Linked DNA regions of Sus scrofa: regions 2 and 3 are each linked to region 1. Evidence: chromatin contacts called from public Hi-C and HiChIP or PLAC-seq data. All regions are on one chromosome and are shown on one strand. The core of a region is the stretch at or near the end of the contact, and the rest is flanking DNA. Distances in the headings are between cores, read along the strand shown.

What was found. A called contact is a pair of places that touch in the nucleus more often than the background predicts. HiChIP or PLAC-seq counts read pairs in DNA pulled down with a chosen protein or histone mark.
Region 2: an H3K27ac HiChIP or PLAC-seq map of alveolar macrophages shows a contact between it and region 1. The contact joins the promoter of BTBD19 here to the promoter of HPDL in region 1. A contact is called at or near these places in 4 of 5 promoter capture datasets (fetal liver, fetal skeletal muscle, liver and 1 more), 2 of 47 Hi-C or Micro-C datasets (embryonic fibroblasts and liver) and 2 of 2 datasets of contacts at active chromatin or transcription factors (alveolar macrophages and skeletal muscle).
Region 3: a contact with region 1 is called in a Hi-C map of skeletal muscle, with 4 times the contacts expected there. The contact joins the promoter of UROD here to the promoter of HPDL in region 1. A contact is called at or near these places in 3 of 5 promoter capture datasets (fetal liver, fetal skeletal muscle and liver), 18 of 47 Hi-C or Micro-C datasets (blood, brain, embryonic fibroblasts and 8 more) and 2 of 2 datasets of contacts at active chromatin or transcription factors (alveolar macrophages and skeletal muscle).

What each region holds. Positions count from the first base shown.
Region 1 is chr6:166,012,996-166,016,797 of Sscrofa11.1, reverse strand. HPDL (4-hydroxyphenylpyruvate dioxygenase-like protein) reads left to right here and starts at 1,747. Exons shown (of 1, transcript XM_003128048.4): 1 at 1,747-3,802. The coding sequence starts at 2,328.
Region 2 is chr6:166,525,024-166,528,825 of Sscrofa11.1, reverse strand. BTBD19 (BTB/POZ domain-containing protein 19) reads left to right here and starts at 2,101. Exons shown (of 8, transcript XM_021096773.1): 1 at 2,101-3,005; 2 at 3,264-3,802. TCTEX1D4 (Tctex1 domain containing 4) reads right to left here and starts at 1,476. Exons shown (of 4, transcript NM_001032356.1): 1 at 1,325-1,476; 2 at 846-919; 3 at 363-749; 4 at 1-360. The coding sequence starts at 738. The coding sequence ends at 80. It overlaps PLK3 (serine/threonine-protein kinase PLK3), which reads left to right. Exons shown (of 15, transcript XM_003128058.4): 15 at 1-66.
Region 3 is chr6:166,328,893-166,332,694 of Sscrofa11.1, reverse strand. UROD (uroporphyrinogen decarboxylase) reads left to right here and starts at 2,137. Exons shown (of 10, transcript NM_001244940.1): 1 at 2,137-2,170; 2 at 2,823-2,935; 3 at 3,060-3,139; 4 at 3,217-3,279; 5 at 3,494-3,691. The coding sequence starts at 2,151.

The sequences.
Region 1 (3,802 bases), core at 498-2,997:
GGCCAGGGATCGAACCCTCGACCTCATAGTTTCTAGTCGGATTCATTAACCACTGAGCCACGATGGGAACTCCAAGCCCTGTTAGTCTTACCCAAGTGGCACTCTTCTTCCTTCACAGTGACAGGCACGGAGAGGGGGATATCAGCAGGTCCTCAGAGCACCTGCAGAGGCCCCGCTCTAGGGCTCTGGAAATGCAAACACACCTCTTCCCCAAGAAGCTCCCAAGCTAGGGGTTTAATTAGTTGACCTCTATTACCAGCTAGCCTCTTGAGAGCCCAGTGTGTGCCCTGGGCCAAAGCCACGCCCTGGCAGGGCAACACGCCTCTGCCAAGATCAGCATTTTCTTTCAGACAGCAGCCACAGCCTCCAGAAACCCATCCTCTCCAGGTAGGAAGTGCTGTGCAGAGGGCTGTGTCTGTTCCTTCTGTCGGTACCCAGAGCCCTTGAGTAGAAATTCCTTCTCCTGGACCGAAGGCCTAGAAGCACTAGCGCGTCTCCTTTGGGGCCCTCATCATGATAACTGGGGCAGAACATAGACCTTTTTTTCCTTTTCTTTTCTTTGGCGGCACCTGCGGCATGCGGAAGTTACCAGGGCCAGGGACTGAACTCGAGCCACAGCTGAAACGTAGCAGTAACAAAACCAGATCCTCAACCCACTGAGCCAGGGAATTCTGAGCATAGCCTGTTCTGAACCAATCCTCTCAGAGCCCTATTCCCAGGGCCCCTTCTCTTAGAATCCCCTCCCAGGGCTCAGGCCTAGGGAGACGCAGCCCTTTGTATGCCCCGACCCCACCAGCAGGCCCAGGTTCATAGGCTAAAACCTGGATCTCTTTCCGGACTGCACCACAATTTCATTTAATCACAGCAACCCTATGAAGTAGGTACCATTATTATTCCCATTTTTTTAACAGAAGAAACTGAAGCTCAGAGACGTTAAGCAACTTACCCAAAGTCATACAGCTAGGAAGTGTTGGAAGTGGATTTTAAACTCAGGTCTGTCTGGCTTTTGGAGCCCATGTTCTCGGATTCACTGGTCTGTGGAGCAGCACCAAGCGTCTTTCACTGACCAGCTTCTGAGTACTGAGTCTTTTCTTCTAAGCCCTGTCCCCTCATCACATCCTTTTCCCCTCTGGCCAGTGAAACTCAACAGTCGTTATCACCCCAGGCTGCCTGACAGAGGACTTTCATTTGCAGTGCCTTTGCATCCGTCCCTACCGCCTCCCCAACCTTATGCTCCGTTGCGCCTCTGAGGGTTTGGCTCACATTCCTCGCTGAGCTTTTGTTTATGCTACATGCCCTTCCAGGAATGCCCTTCCAAATCCTTGAGGTGCTACCAGGTGATTTTCCAGAAGGCTCCTAACTTCCTCATCCGGTGATCTGCAAAGTGTGTCTGCCTGGTACACAGTCAGGAAGCTGCAAAGAGCAAGGAGGGCTTGGGTGTCGTGGTTTTTTTTGTTTGTTTGTTTGTTTGTTTGTTTTTGTCTTTTTGCCTTTTCTAGCGCTGCTCTCGCGGCATATGGAGGTTCCCAGGTGAGGCGTCTAATCGGAGCTGTAGCTGCCAGCCTACACCACAGTCACAGCAACGCGGGATCTGAGCTGCTTCTGCAGCCTACACCCCAGCTCACAGCAATGCCAGATCCTGAACCCACTGAGCAAGGCCAGGGATCGAACCCGAATCCTCGTTCCTAGTCGGATTCGTTAACCACTGCGCCAGGACGGGAACTCGGGGATGGAAACTTCATGGATTCTAGCCGGATTCGTTTCCGCTGCCCCACAACAGGAACTCCAAGAAGGGCTTGTTCTAAGTCCTGATAGGGTCGGGGCTGAGAAAGGTCACCCATGCAGTTACTCCGTTCAGATCCCGAGCGACCACCTCTTTCTCCCAATCTTGTTGGGACAAGAGGTAAAAGATGTTAAACGGAGAATGGGGTTGAGGAAAGAGAAAAATGCAGCTGAGAGACTTCCCAAGAGAAAGGTGAGAAGCATGTCGTAGCTGTATAAATGGCCCATCTTCCTATAAACATCGATTTCTCTGGACCATTATAGGAAGGAATGAAAATCTGTAACAAAACATTTTAATATTTTTTACGTTGGAAAGGACATTAGGACTTAAAAGCAAATTCTCCAAAAAATTTAAGCTCAAACATGAAATTGCTAAGGAATTCGTGCTTACAGGGGAAGAATGTGGGCTCTTCTCCCAACCAGGGCTGAAACCTTCGCTCTAAGTGGGAGCCCGCTGCCTGGCACCCAGTGAAGGCAGCTATTGTGATCTCCAGGGTCCGGGGAAGGGTGGCTCAGGGGCCAAGAGTGTGGCTCAGCCAGAGGCCATGGGAAGGTCAGGGCCCAAGGCTGCGGCCCAGAGGCCGTGGGAAGGGGCAGTCCTTCTCCCCTCGCCGGGGACAGGAGTCTGGGCGGGCGGAGGGCGGAGTCACTGGCTCCGCCCTCCCTCGCTCCTGCTGGGTCCCAGCCCTTGCTCCGCGTGGTTCTCAGGTCCCCCTGGTGGTCCCCAGGCAGCTCCAGTGAGGGGGGCACAACAGGGGGAACTGCGAGCCCCAAGGGGTCTGTCTGCGGCTTCTCCCGGAAAAAGACCGAGGCACGCACTCTGCGAGCAAAAGCGGACTCCCACCGGCTTCCGACGACAAGCCGGGGACCTGAGGATCGCGGAGTCCACGACCCGTGAGCGACCCCAGGGGAAGGACAGGAGGGACGCCGACCGGACCGCCATGGCCGCGCCTGTCCGCCGTCTGTGCCATGTCGCCTTCCACGTGCCCGCGGGGCAGCCCCTCGCCCGGGATCTGCAGCGCTTCTTCGGTTTCCGGCCCCTGGCGGTGAGGGAAGCCGATGGCTGGCGGCAGCTGGCCCTGCGCAGCGGCGACGCGGTCTTTTTGGTGAACGAGGGCGCCGGGCCTGGGGAGCCGCTGTACAGCCTGGACCCGCATCACGCGGTGCCCGGTGCGACCAACCTGTGCTTCGACGTGGCTGACGTGGGCGCTGCAGCTCGGGCGCTAGCCGCGCTGGGCTGCAACGTGCAGGTGCCTCCGGTGACCGTGCAGGATGCACAGGGCGCCGCCACCTACGCCGTGGTCGGCTCGCCCGCCGGCAACCTCAGCCTGACGCTGCTGGAGCGCCCCGGCTTCTGCGGGCCCTTTCTCCCCGGCTTTCGGCCCGTGTCCTCTGTACCCGGCCCGGGCTGGGTCACCCACGTGGACCACCTGACCTTGGCCTGCCCTCGCAGCAGCTCCCCCAAAATAATGCGCTGGTTCCACGACTGTCTAGGATTTCACCACCTGCCGCTGAGCCCAGGTGAGGATCCAGAGCTGGGCCTGGAGGTGGCAGCAGGGTCTGGGCGCGGTGGTCTGAGGCTCACCGCCCTGCAGGCTCCGACTGGCAGTGCCGTCCCAACCCTAGTGCTGGCAGAGTCCCTGCCTGGGTCTCTCCGTGGTCGGGACCAAGTGGAGCAGTTCCTAGCCCAGAATGGGGGACCTGGACTGCAGCACGTGGGGCTGTACACGCCCAACATCATGGAAGCCACTGAGCGGGTAGCAGGGGCCGGGGGTCAGCTCCTGACGCCTCCTGAGGCCTACTACCAGCAGCCGGGCAAGGAGAAGCAGATCCTGGCTGCAGGGCACGAGCCTCGCCTGCTGGCCCGACACGGGGTCCTGCTGGATGGAGATGAAGGCAAGTTTCTGCTTCAGGTCTTCACCAAGTCCCTTTTTGCAGAGGACACTTTCTTCCTGGAGCTGATTCAGAGGCAAGGGGCCACAGGCTTTGGCCAGGGCAACATCCGGGCCCTGTGGCAGTC
Region 2 (3,802 bases), core at 852-3,351, 510 kb before region 1:
ATTTATTTATTGGGCTGGGAGCCCCAGGGAGGGCCTCCTCCTAGGATAATAAACCATTTTTGCAGACCTCGAGGCCTCCTCACTCGCAGTAGAGCCCGTGGACCGTGGCCACGGCAAAGAGCGAAGCGTTGGTGACGGTGGCCGAGGCCAGCCCGTCGCACGCGGTGTCCCAGAGCGCGCGGCTGGCCACGTGCACGCCCTGGCCGGCGCGCGGCCCGAGCACCACGCTGCACACCAGCTTGTAGCGCGGGGGGCTGAGCTCGCGCAGGTGCACGCGCGCCAGGTCGCACAGCTCCCGCGCCAGCCGCCCGGCCTCGGCGCCCACGTAGCGTGCGTCCCGCAGGCCCGCTGCCAGCGCTGCTCCAGGGCCCTCTGGGCGCGCGCGGCCTCCCAGCGCTCCCCGGGGGCGGGCTCCGTGCGGTACGAGGGCGCCGGCCGGCGGGCGGGCCCCAGGGGCAGGCCCGAGAAGCTGACCCGCCAGCCCAGCGGCGGCACGGGGCCCAGGGACGGGCGCCGACCCCCGGGCCCTGCACCTGCTCCGGCCAGCGAGTTGCGGCGTGAAAAGGACGAGGCTGGACCTAGCACGGAGCCGCGGCGGGAGGCCGGGCCTGGGCCAGCTGGTCGGGTCTCATCAATGCTGGGCAGGCGGCCCGGAGGCCGCGCCAGGGACAGTTTCTGCCCAGGGTCTTTGGCAAGCTCCTCCTCCTGACGGCCGGCGGGCACAGGCCTGCCAGCCATGGACCTGCGGACTGAAAGACCCCCGTTACGGGCAGGCCCTGCCTGGCCCTCCTTGTACACCGTCCAGTCTCTTAGTAAGAGGTTTTTACTCCCTAATTCCTTCTTACCTGTTTTTTGGGGACAGGTGAATCCAGGAGTCTGGGGCTGTGTGGATTCGAAGTACTGGGAGGGTTAAGGGCTGCTAGAGACAAAATAAGGGGAGAGACGCTGCGCAGACTGTTAATCTGGGGCTGTCCCTGTCCTCTGAGCTCCGCACTCGCTGAGCGTTGGAGGCTCCTTAACTGAGCTCAGAGTCCACTGCCTTTTCTCTCTTGTACTGGGCTTTACCAGCAGGAGAAGTGGGGCCGTAGTGGCCCCCTCTGCCTCCGCCTGGACAGGGAGCCTCCACCCCCTAACAGAAGGAGGCATAGACCTGACTCCTTCAACCCCCACAGACAGGCCCAGCCCTGCGTGTCTCAGATCCCGCCATCCTCCACCCCTACCTCTTCTAAGGCAGCTGGCGCAAAGATCCCCACAACTGGCTGAGGCTGGGGCCAAGTGACCCAGGATGGTCCTTCCACCCTCTGCTCTTGGCTCCTGGCCCTACCTCCAGAGTCAGTGCTGGGACGGCTGCCCTCTTCTCCCGAAACTCCTCAGCCCCTTGAGTCACCACAGTCTTTGGCTTTCACATTCTCTCCCCCCGGCCCCTGCCTGGCCGCCTGACTGGCAGGTGGGAGGGTAAGGGCCCCTTGCCTGTGTTGTGGGGTTGCCATGGGTTGCTGGGCAAGCACGCCTCTCTTCCTGGTTCCTTCTCTCGAGTCCAAGCTCTGACCTAACCTGGGAGCGTTACTGCTCTGAGCACGTGCTGAGTGCGGGGTGCCTGAGTCACCAGCAGAGGGGACAGAGGTTTAGCGCCCAAGGGCATACACATAAGACTGAAGGGGCAGATGTAGAGAGAGGCTCTGGTCAGAAAGGCATCCCCCACGCCAGGGCTTTTGAGCCGCTGACCTTCTCTCCCCTCGCGAAGCCTGGCTCTCCACTGGGGAGCAAGTCGCAGAGGCCTGGGATATGGGACACCTTTTGGGGCTGCGGGGGTGGCTGCCCAGGAATCGGGATCTGGGCCGACAGGAAGGAGCACGTCATGGGCTCGAGCGTTTCCACATCGGCTGCAACAGGGACAAACATTTCCGTTCCCCGCGCAGAGCTGGGTGGGGCTTGGATGACTTCCTCAGTTCAGGGCTTGAGGGGGAGGGGGAGGCACCCATCAGGACCCGGGCCTGATGCAACAGTGGTGACTCCACTTTGCATAAACCCTGCTGACCTAAGTGGCCTGGGGCTTGTCCCCAGCTGCCCACACCTCCTGGGTGCCCTAGTGCCCAGACGGCCCTCCACCCTCACTGCAGTTGCATTTCAGGGATGCCAGAGACCACGATGCCTCTGTCAGAGCTGACACCACCTCACCTGAGCCCCCACTCTGGGAAGGACAGGGCGGCCACCTCCCAGACAAACCAGGTCTGGGCCCTGAAAATGGTCCGAGGGGTCAAGGACTTTCCCGGTTGAGGGGGTTCCCCAGGCCTGGCTAGCCTGACCCTGACCCTGACCCTGACCCTGCCCCTGACCCTGTGGGCCTACAGGGGGCGGGGGGGAGGGACAGAGGGTTCGAACCCTGAACCCTGGACAGTCAGGAGTCAGGGCACTAAGACCCTGGCTCTGCTTAGGGCCCCTCTAGGGCTGAAGTTTTCGGGGCCTGTGGGGGAAGGGGCGGGGCCTCCTCTCCGCCTGGGATCTCGTTTCCGTGGAAACCCACAGGCTTTCCACCCTGGCGCTGCCTGGGCAGGCTCCCAGCTGGGGCCTCATCCACAGCCAGCCTCTCTTCCCCGTTCGGCCTGCTCCACCCCTGCCTCTCTGGGTCCCCTCCCTGAGTCCCTATCCCCAGCCTGAGCCTCCGGCCTTCTCCCCGAGCCTCTGATGCCTTCGGGAACCGGGGCCTCTCGCGCCCCATCCCTAAACTTCAGCTTCTCAGCAAACAGGGCTCCCAAGCTCCCGCCCCTCCCTCTCAGGCCTCTCTAGCTCCTCTGCAGCTCTAGGGCCTGGCCAGGCCTCCTGCTCCTTCCACCTTCCGCCTCCCTACAGACCCACAGACAACAAGCCTCCTGGGCTGCACCCCCTGCTTACTCCTCTACCCCCCTCCCGCCCCCACCCATGGAGCCCCCAGGACTGGTTGTGCACGGGGCGGTGGCGCCCTTTTCCACGGCACTCCGAAGCCTCGTCAACAACCCCCTGTACAGGTGAGGGGGCGGGCCCTGTCTGCGGGTCTTCCCTAGCTGCCTCTGCTGGGCCCCGTGATTCTGAGGAAGCTCTGGGTTCAGAGGAAGTGGGGAGTTGGGGCTTGAGCCTCCTCCCCCGGTGACCTCAGCCTGGGGAAGTAGAGGATGGCTCCTGGTCACTCAGTGTCTGCAATTTTCCTGCGAGCCGGAGGTGGGGGCGGTGGGGGGTGGAGTTCAGGCTCAGCTGGGTGACCTCAGGGAAAGGCTTTCCTTTTTCAGACCTCGGGCTCCTGGCAGAGAAGAGCCCTCTGCCCCCTGGATCCTGAGAACCGGAATGTGACTTGAATGCCTCCCTGGGGAGGGAGGCAGAGGAGCAGATGACCCCGCTCTGGGAACTGGGGACTCACATCGGGAATGAAACTTCAGAAACTGAGCCAGGGAGTCTCTACTGTGGCTCAGTGGAAACGAATCCAACTAGTATCCATGAGGATGAGGGTTCGATCCCTGGCCCGGTTCAGTGGGTTAAGGATCCAGTTGCCATGAGCGGCGGTGTAGGTGGCAGACACGGCTCGGATCTGGTATCTCTGTGGCTGTGCTGTAGGTGGGCAGCTACAGCTCCTATTCAACCTCTAGCCCGGGAACTTCCATTTGCCGCAGGTACAGCGTGAAAAAGAAAGAAAAAAGAAATTGAGCCAGAGTCACAGACAGGAAGTAGTTCAAGGGTGCTGCCTGGGGCTCACTGCCTGCCCAGGATGCTAATGGTATCTGAAACCAGGGCTAGAGTAGGGGGGCAGGGCCAGTCAGGAGAGCTAGAATGT
Region 3 (3,802 bases), core at 888-3,387, 320 kb before region 1:
CCCCAGGGGCAGTGCGGCTAAAATGTTTGGGAAATGACCCTTTCCACAGTCCCACAGTCCAGCTGCTGACAGGAGTCTTGAGTCATTCGGGCTTGATCCTGGTGGCTACTCCTAATCCCAGGGCATGGGTGATCATTATCCACTTTCCTCCAGTGCTTCTGAGCCAGATAAGAGGAAAGACCAAGATGGGGGCCAAGGAGGCAACCGACCAACCAACCAAAAAGGGCAGGGGCCGCTGGTGATGCGCAGTCACGGAAGAAAAGGAAACTGTCCTCCTACCCCACCCACTTTTCAAAAGTTTACAGACCACATGATGCGCATGTCTAAAAGGCACAATTCTGGAGTTCCCACTGTGGCTCAGCAGCAACAAACCCGAATGGTGTCCATGAAGATTCGGGTTCGATCCCTGACCTCACTCGGTGGGTTAAGGGTCCGGCAGTGCTGTGAGCTGTGGCTTCCGGGGGCAGCTCTGATTCCACCTGGGAGCTTCCAAATGCTGCACGTGTGGCTCTAAAATAGCAAAAAAAAAAAGTACAATTCAATAGGTTTTGATGTGTTAAATTTTAAAAAAAGAGATAAAATTATATAACAAAATTTGCCATCTTAACCGATTTTTAAAGTGTACAATTATCTATTTCTGAAACTTTTTCATCAACCCAAGCAGAAATTCTGTACCCTTTAAGCAGTAACTCCTCATTGCCCTCATTCCCCAGCCCCTGGTAAACTCTGATCCACTTTTTGCCTCCATGAATTTGCCTATTCTAGATACTTAATATTAGCGGAACCATACAGTATTGTCCTTATGCGTCTGTCATTTCACTCAGTATAATGTTACAACAATGTCATAGCATGTATATGTTTATTTTTATGGTTGAATGATATTCCATTGTGTGTGTATACACACCCACACTACATTTTTAAAAATCCATTCATAACTTGATGGACACTTGGGTAGAAACTTTGTTTTGTTTTCAAATAAGTGAAGTTATCAAGAAAAAAAAAATAAATGGTCCCATGTAATTTTGACAGTTTTCCATTTGTTTCTCCTGAGGAAGTTGAGGACACAGTGACTCCCGGCTGTTTGCACACGATCACACCACTACAGGATAAAGTGAACAAGTGCAGCTAACAAGGGCCTGCATAACCTGGACTTTGCAGGCGTCTCCAGCCTCTTAAATTCCACCAACTTGTTTCCCGGTTCCCATAAAACCTCTTCCTCTTTTGCTGTCTTCTCTTTGCACATGCTGTTCCCTCTGCGTGGAACACCCCCATTGCTCTCCCTAATTTTTTTGGGGGGGGTCTTTTTTGCCTTTTCTAGGGCCGTTTCCGCGGCATATGAAGATTCCCAGGCTAGGGATCCAATCGGACCCATAGCCACCGGCCTACACCACAGCCACAGCAACGTGGGATCCGAGCCGCGTCTGCAACCTACACCACAGCTCACGGCAACGCCGGATCGTTAACCCACTGAGCAAGGGCAGGGACCGAACCCGCAACCTCATGGTTCCTAGTCGGATTCGTTAACCACCGCGCCACGACAAGAACTCCAGCTCTCCCTAATAGATGGCGTGCTTGTTCGTTGCTTCTAGCTTTTCCCCTTAAAACATTTACTGTTGTAAATGTAAAGGTTTCTGTTTCCGCATCTTAAAGGACGGAGCTGTCTTGTACATCACTGTGAGCTCTGCATCTACTGTAGTGCTCACCTCTTACTAGGTAATAGAAATATTTCATTATTTCAGTTCCCTGTACAACTTAGTTCCATTAATTCACAGTATGCTTGGTCGAGCCAGACATAAAATTGTTGGAATCCTGGCGTGGGCGTGAAAGTGAGACTTGGGCTGAGTCTTCGGGATTCTCAGGCCATCGGAGGAGGGCAAATTCCTCCTGCCACGCTAAGGGTAGCTACAGCAAGGTTCTTTCGGGGGTGGTATTTGTGGCTGCGTCGCTACAGCGGACTTTACGATGTAGAGAGAGGCGGTCCTACCGGCAGCGGCCGGGGCAGCGCAGGAGCAGCGGCTCGAATCTGATCATGTGACTTTCAACATGGCGGCGGCCTCGCGCCGCTCCAGGAAGGGGCGGGGCTTGAGCAGGGGGCGGGCGCAGACTCAGGTTTTAGTGGGGACCCGGCTCGCGTTTACAGACAGCTGATCATGGAGGCGAACGAGTCTGGGTGAGTCCTTTACCACGTAGTTTGGCCGGCGGGGCTTCTGACCTGAACGTTTCCGCTCAGGAATCTGTCCCTATACCCCTCCTCCCCAGCCCCGGAGAGCTCTCAACCTGAACCCAAGTCGCTGGAATCCCAAATCCTCCAACCAGGATTCCTGAGACATTCATCCCAGGGAATGTCTCGCTGGACTGCGTCCCGCAGACCTTCATTTAGGGGATACCCCCTCGACTTTCTAATCCTCGACTAGGATCCCTATTTCGGACCATCATCTCTGATCCCTCCATGACTGTCCCCCAGCCTGGGGTTCTTCCAGCCCTGAAACAGCCCACTGGTATTCTTGTTCCTGAGATTCTTCTGGTCCAAAGATCCCCAAACTATCCTCACCCCCCCGCCCCCATTCTCCGTGTCTCTTCATTGGCTTTGAGGTTGGGGAAGCTGGGCCAATGTGTAGGGTAGAGGCCCCAGCACGAGCCCTTCTAGTTCTGTGCACCACCAGATAGGCAGAGGGAGGCGGAATCGGCGGGGAGCCACAGCTTGGTAGCTGGCCTGGAGAAGGCAGATAGCGGTGCCAGACTGAATCCACCTTAAGCACCTTAGCCTTGCCCAACTCCTAGCTCAGTTTACTGACACCTACCCCACTCCCTCTGATCTCTAGTCCCCAGGGTTTTCCGGAGCTGAAGAATGACACCTTCCTGCGAGCAGCCTGGGGAGAAGAAACAGACTACACTCCGGTTTGGTGCATGCGGCAGGCAGGCCGCTACTTACCAGGTCAGGGTCGGGGCCTCAGAGTCTAGGTGAAACTCCGAAAGGCAAAAAGTTTTTGAGAGGCAGAGAAGGGCGCGCGCTAGAGGTTCCTCAAAGCTGATCCCTGCCCTCCCTTTTCTGTCTGCAGAGTTTAGGGAAACCAGGGCTGCCCAGGACTTTTTCAGCACCTGTCGATCTCCAGAGGTGTGCTGTGAACTGACGCTGCAGGTGAGGGGTCCACAAAAGAGGGGAGGGATTTATGCCCTCAACTTGCCACCTAGCAACCTGTCTTTGTTTCCCTATAGCCACTGCGTCGCTTCCCCCTGGATGCTGCCATCATCTTCTCCGACATCCTCGTTGTACCCCAGGTACCTGCTCAAACTTTGAACAGGTGGAAAAGAGAAAAGACAGTCAAGGCTCAAGATGAGCACTTATCCTTACTGGACAGAGGGAAAAATAGGCTGGAAGTGATGGAGTTTGGCTGAGTTTTTTTTCCTCCTTTTCCTCCTTCCTGGCATGGGTCGAACAGAACTCTTCCTTTGGAGGTACCCGTTGGGAACTCAGATCTTTCTTCCCCTCCAGGCACTGGGCATGGAGGTGACTATGGTGCCTGGCAAAGGGCCCAGCTTCCCAGAGCCATTACGAGAAGAGCGAGACTTAGAGCGCCTCCGGGACCCAGCAACAGTGGCCTCTGAGCTGGACTATGTGTTCCAGGCCATCACCCTCACTCGGCAACGACTGGCTGGGCGAGTGCCACTGATTGGCTTTGCTGGTGCCCCGGTAATATGGACCAGGGCAGGGACTTGGGCTTGGGGAAACTACGCTGGCAGGTCTGGGTATGGACAAGGGAAGGAAGCGTCAATCTGGCTTCTATACCTGTGACGTTCTCTT